2 separate regions of the Hordeum vulgare genome follow, and region 2 is linked to region 1. Evidence: chromatin contacts called from public Hi-C data. All regions are on one chromosome and are shown on one strand. Each heading gives the region's core, a stretch centred on a gene start, on an enhancer-like site or on the middle of the called end of the contact. The rest is flanking DNA. Distances are from core to core; before and after follow the strand shown. Region 1 holds the start of LOC123429018 (cytochrome P450 76M5-like). Region 2 holds the start of LOC123429020 (serpin-Z2A-like).

The links. Hi-C and Micro-C count contacts between places; a contact is called where the count stands out from the background.
Region 2: a Hi-C map of leaf shows a contact between it and region 1, with 8 times the contacts expected there. The contact joins the promoter of LOC123429020 here to the promoter of LOC123429018 in region 1.

Annotation. Positions count from the first base shown.
Region 1 is chr2H:1,934,431-1,937,706 of MorexV3_pseudomolecules_assembly, forward strand. It overlaps LOC123429018 (cytochrome P450 76M5-like), which reads right to left and starts at 1,622. Exons shown (of 2, transcript XM_045113088.1): 1 at 709-1,622; 2 at 1-627. The coding sequence starts at 1,617.
Region 2 is chr2H:2,258,599-2,261,874 of MorexV3_pseudomolecules_assembly, forward strand. LOC123429020 (serpin-Z2A-like) reads left to right here and starts at 1,673. Exons shown (of 2, transcript XM_045113090.1): 1 at 1,673-2,431; 2 at 2,553-3,276. The coding sequence starts at 1,682.

The DNA.
Region 1 (3,276 bases), core at 372-2,871:
CACGATGGACACTGGCATAACACGTAGTGGCATAGCAAGATTTAGCACAGTGCCATAGCGGTCGCTGAGGTCCAAATCCTCGGGTGTAATCCCATCAGGTAGTCTCCATTCCATTTTGTGGACAAGTGAGGCTAGCAATAGCGGAACCGATCGCAGAGCGTAGTCCATTCCAGGGCAGACCCTCCGTCCGGCGCCGAATGGCCTATAGGTATTGTCGCCCTTGCCTTGAAAGTGCACGGCCTCACCTGCACCTACAGCCAGGAACCTTTCAGGCACGAACTTGTCAGGTTGAGGCCACATCGCAGGGTCTCTTCCGATTGCCCACAAGTTGACAACGACACCTGTTCCGATCGGGATGGGGAATCCACCCAGTGAGACTCCGTCGGCAGCCACCTCCCGTGGTATCAATGGTACTGCTGGGTGCAGCCGCAATGTCTCCTTCACCACGGCGTGGAGGTAGGGAAGGTTGTCGAGGTCGCTCTCCTTAACAAAATCACTGGACCCAACTGCAAGGCATGCTGAGAGCTCGTTTCGCACCTTGTCCATCTTCTCTGGGTGGCGCAGTAGCTGCGCCATAGCCCACTGCACAGTAACTGTGCTCGTGTCACTTGCCGCGATGAACATATCCTGTACAGAAATAAAACAAATGAACATTCGACATGCATACAATATATGCAAACGGAAAAGGTACACAATGAACATACGTACTGTTAGGAACGTGACTATTTCTTGGCGCGTGAGCTTGGACATGGCATGTCGCATGAGGAGAATGTCCAAGACGTCGTTGGTGTTCTTACCGCCGGTGCTAGTTCTAGCTAACCGGCGCTGAATGATCTCTTGGTGAAAGAACTTGAAGAGTTTGGCGAGATGTATGGAAATGCGGCGGCGCGAGCCAAGGAGGTGGTCAATTGGTGCAAGGAAGGGGAAGGCGTCGGAGACGTTGGATTTTGACCACTCCTCTAAAACCGGCACTATGAGTCCCCTAAAAGGTTGGGGCCCCGGCATGCACAAGTCCACCACATCCTCAGAAAAGAGGATGTTGGATATGACATTGAGCACCGTGCGGTTCACGGCCTCCCTGATTACGACCGGCGTGCCAGTGCCAGAGCATGCCCTTAAGTGCTCGGTGAGATGCCCGGCATGGCATTCCAAGATGGGCCGGATTGTATCCAAGCCCCGGCCAGAGGAGAAGCGGGCGCCCATGATGGTGCGGTCTTGCTTCCACAATGGGTTGGAGCTTGGAAGGAAGACCATGGACGTCGCGCCATACGACATGGCATGAACGGTGTCCGGCACAAGCCTGGACGCGAGTGCTGCATCATTTTTGGCAAGGGCCTCGTGAGCCGCAGCGGCTGAGGACACCACGACGATGGTGCGGGTCAGACCGAGGCGGAGGGACAAGACGGGTCCATAGGTTTGAGCGAGGGAGGCGAGCGCGGAGTGCGGGTTGTTGCGGAGCGGGCCAATGACATAGAGAAGGTTGCCGAGGATGGGGTAGCCGGCAGGGCCGGGAGGCCAAGTAGGAGAAACTCTCTTTTTGTTGTGTTTGTGCAGGATGTGCACTACATGAACGGTGATCACAGCTACTATACAAGCCAGCAATGCAGAGAACCACATTGTTGGCTTAGTTGTGTGGAGATGAGTGCCATCATGTGTTGTAGTACGTATTTATACATGATGATCTGCGCTGACCACGCGAACCACGTTTTCACCTGCCACTCGCCCAGTTCACAAGTTGGCTAACCACGCGAACCGCGCTTCACATATTTTATTTTTATCCAGCAATAAGCAGAAGAGCATCATACAAATCACATGGTGATCACTGCATTAGATTATAACACATTATGTGGGTGAGCATTGAAAACGACCGCTATGGAAAATATTAGTGCTATCACCTCTTTAGCTTTTCCTCCCCTATTTCTTCACGGTGAGCTGGTGGATTCGCCTCTGGCATCCGCCGTTCCGGTTAGTACCTTAGTTCATGGTTTTTGAATCCTTGCAGGTATGATCACCACTTTAGATTATGACACCTATGTGGGTACGAACATAGAAAATGGTACATAAGGAAAGTATTAGTGAAATTAAATTGAGTGACGCGCTTTGATGCTCGGGCTACGTCGAACATTTTTTTTAAATATTTTAAAAACGACCGGTATGGAAAATATATTACTCCTTTAGCTACAAGTGGATGCCCGATAACAGTCTCTTGTGGGCCCTGCTCAATGGCCTAAAAATGCTAGAAAGTGAAAGCACAACAAATTGGACGGCATACCACGGACACACAAGGCGTCAAAGGAATCGCCACAGGAGTTAGTAAATTTTCCGTCAACCTCAAACAAACGGCAAAGGCTGAAAAACAGATGACAAAGACTTGCAAATTGTAAATAGAAAAAGAGCTAATTTGCCGTCAGCTTTCTGTTAGACACATGGCAAAGTCTTTGTCGCTTGTTTTTCACACTCTGCAGTCGTGAAAGGAGGGTAATAGATGTCAGCTGCAACAGTCCTGGCAAGTTGCCCCCCTGCTGATATGTTGTCAGTTTTCTACGAATCAGACGTCAAAGAAAAAATGTATAGATAGATAGATGTTGCTCCTCTCACGGCTAGTACGTCCGGCGCCCACGACGCTGAAGAGGACAGGATGGCCGCCACGTTCCACTCTCCATGCCGGGAATATGAGTAGTAAATGTGCAGGCAATCTCGTCGCCGTGCAACACCCTCGCTCGCGTCTAGATCGGTTGTCGTCCCCTTCGCTCGGGTAGGGTGTCGTGGCCCTCGTTTGTTGGCCGGCACGTGCAGACAGTTGCTGGTCTGTGTGTGCTCCTAGCCTTTGCCTTGGCCACACGGAGCTCCCTCTAGGTCGGGCGGCGGCGAAGTAACCGGCGCCGAGCTGGGGCCCAAATCGACGCGATGGGCATCAAGAGTTTCATATCGATCTTAAGGCGGCTTAACGCCGGCCAGGAGTTGTTATTCATGTTAACCGCATGTAACCATAGGCCTTATCTCTATATCATAGTTGACTTGATTCACAAGATGTAATACCGACAACTTGTATATTTATCTCAGGGATAAGCCCCCTGCCTAAATAAGCACATACGCACCACCTCCAACGAGGTAAGCCGCTTCAATCATTCTTCACACCATGGCCATGTCCAAATGGTGACCCCAAAGTTCATGGGTAGCATGTCCAAATTGGGTATCACCAGAGTGTGATTTATTGATGGATTTTTATTTTCTCGAGATACAACGCGTGCATGTAGATGCATAGTAGCTAGCTAC
Region 2 (3,276 bases), core at 423-2,922, 320 kb after region 1:
GTCCTAAAGCTACTGGGAGCGGTGCAACCGACGAGGAAGCCTTCAATCTCTTGCCACCCGACGAGCTTCCGGCGAGAGACATGGCGGCTGGAGAAGAGAGCTGGGGGAGAGCAAACCTAGGGACTGGGAATAGAAAGACAGAGTATTTATAAGGGTTCAGATGCAAATATCCACGACCCAGACGAGAAAAGGACCTAGAATGAATCACTTACGTAACATTTAGGACCCAGACGTGCATTTCCATAGATTTGGGACCAACTTGACACATCTCGTAAACTTTGAGGACCGTTCATGCATTTAACTCGAGAAACATTATCTCATCTTATTTATTCATGATGTTGACTATAATGCTAAAAACTACATGAATGGCAACGTTTATCATTGATATGTGCCACTAGTGCACCAGTTGAGCCCTTATAACATCAATTCAGACAACTTTGTAAGATTTTTTCTACCATTGCGTCCCTAATCCATCTTTTTTATACATTGTTTTTAAGCAAACTAGTTTGCTAATTATATTATTATTACTAATGTCTTTCAACACGTACTCCCACCAGAGACTGTGTCTAAATGGATGTTTACCATCGGCGTTTTGCAAATGGTTAGCTTACGGCCAACTCCGATTATTTACCGTGGTAAATACAGGATATCTCAATGTGAAGACACTCTGAAAATCAAAGGATGGAGAAATGCAATACAAGCATCCACGATACCATTTGGAGAGGAATATTTGCGCATCCCAAAAGTTGAAGATAGGTTGATCTCTGTTCTTCAATATGAAGGTGTAGGAGTTCGCCTTTATTATACTTTTTTACCTAGGAGAGAGCAGTAGTTACTGTTTCAACCTTGTGATAACTTGGTCACTTGTTGTATGATAACAACCTGAGGAGTTCATCTTTTTATGCTATTTTACCTAAAATGATGAAGAGCTTTTTAACTAGTATGTACAATGATGGGGAGTAATACGATGTCGTGTAATGCTTTCTTCATTGTTATATATACGTACTAGCTAGCGTCTAGTTGACACCGACCGAAAATATCAACAAGCGTAAGGAAGCAAAGATGATGAACACAAAAATAAAAAAGGGAAACACAATATGAAACCCCGAAACCCTCCAGAAACCCCTCTTTAAAAAAAACGTCTGGCAGCTGTTGACGTGTGGCCGTCTTTTAGTCTCGATTGGTGTCACCAACCGAAACTAAAGATCCCCGTCCTTGACACCCCAAAACTGCCACGTGAAGCACTGTTAGGCCAGGTTTATAACACAATTGGACTAAAAATTTTGACATTTTGTTCCGATTGTTTAGTCCTGGTTGGAAAACCAGAACTAAAGGTCTCGTCCCTAGCATCCCAAAACAGCCACGTGAAGCACTATTATGTCCAGTTTGTAACACAACCGAACTAAAAATTTCGACATTTTATCCCGATTGTTTAGTCTTGGCTTTTCAATAGGGCCTAAAGATCCTTTAAAACCGGGACTAATGACCTGTTTCCCACTTTTAATATGCAAGTACCTGATGTGCTGCGACTCAGTCAGCCCCACATTCGCAGCTAAGGCACGCGGCATCGGCCACCGGCAAGAAGGCAAGCAGGCGGCATCCATCACCGGCGCTGTTGGCAACAGTTATGAGAGGTGGGTGGGTGGGTGTGGGTGTGGGTGTGGGTGCCACAGGAAGGAAGATGATGGTGGGTGTGGTGTGGGAACGCTGCTTGCTTCCTCCTCCCTTGTATAAGCTGCCTTCACTAATCAATTTCCGTGTGAACGTCCAAGGCAAATTCGCTCCATACAAATTCGCATCATCAAATCAAAACTCAAGAGAGAAGCATCAACGCAAAGACAAACTAAAGATGGAATCAGTCAAGGAGTTGGCCATCCGCTGCTTCGAGATGCTCTGCCCGGGCGCCGACGACGATTACCACGCCATAGCCCGGAGGCTCGGCCTGATGGAGCCCGATTACGCAGCCCAACGGGCGGAGGCAGCGGCGTTGAAGGCAGCGGAGGCGGAGGCAGCGGCCTCGGCCGCTCGATGGGACGAGGCCGATCATGCCGCCGCCCACGACGGCCTGCAGGCGTTCGCCCTCGGCCTAAACAAGCGCCTCTGTGACCTCAACGCCGGCAGGAGCCACAACCTGGCCTTCTCGCCGTTGTCTGTCTACGTGGCCCTCTCGCTGGGGGCTGCCGGCGCACGAGGACGCACCCTCGAGGAGCTGCTGGCCATCCTCGGCGCTCCTTCGCCGGACCTCCTCGCCGGCCATGTCTGCGCGCTGGCCGAGCAGGCCCTCGCCGACCGGTCCCAAAGGGGTGGCCCGCGCATCAGCTTCGCATGCGGCGTGTGGCACGACACCACCATGCCCCTCCGCTCAGCCTACCGTCACGTCGCCACCGAGTCGTACAAGGCCGTCACTCGCGCCGTCAACTTTCTTGACAAGGTGATCACTCATTTCACCTACTCCTAGATTTCTAAAGAATTTTCATGCACTGACGGAGGGAGTATGTACTACAGATACGTCGTTATTAACTATGTATCCTTGGTTGTGGTGGTACGTGCAGCCGGAGGAGGCAAGGCAGCAGATCAACGCATGGATCGCCGCATCGACCAACAACCTCATCCCATCCATCCTCAGCCCAGGCACGTTGTGCCACCGCACCACCCTGCTACTCGCCAATGCCATCTACTTCAAGGGCAAGTGGAACAAGCGATTCAACAAAGGGCGCACCAAGGCCGGCAAGTTCCACCGCCTCGACGACACATCCGTCTACTCGCCCTTCATGCGCGGCATCGGCGACCACAGAATCGCGTGCCATGACGGCTTCAAGGTGCTCCAGCTCCGCTACGAGCAAGGACGCCCCTTGTCGGGGCCGATCTACTCGATGTGCGTCTTCCTCCCGGACGCGCGTGATGGGCTATGGTGGCTCACCGGCAAGATCGCCAGCGACCCCGACTTTTTGCTCAAGCACCTGCCGACGAGCGACGTCGAGGTCGGCGACTTCCGGCTGCCTAAATTCAAGGTCAACTTCCGCATGACGATGAATAACATTCTCCGGGACATGGGGCTCAAGGTTGCTTTCGAGCCTGGGAAGGCCGACATGTCGGGCATGGCGGACGACGGCGCGGGGCTGGCACTGCAGGACGTGATTCACCAGGCCGTCATCGAGGTGAACGAGGAAGGCAGTGAGGCCGCGGCTGCCACCGTGATGACATGTATGTTCGCTTGTAGTCGGGACCCAGCAGTGGACTTCGTCGCTGATCATCCATTTGCCTTCTTTGTCATCG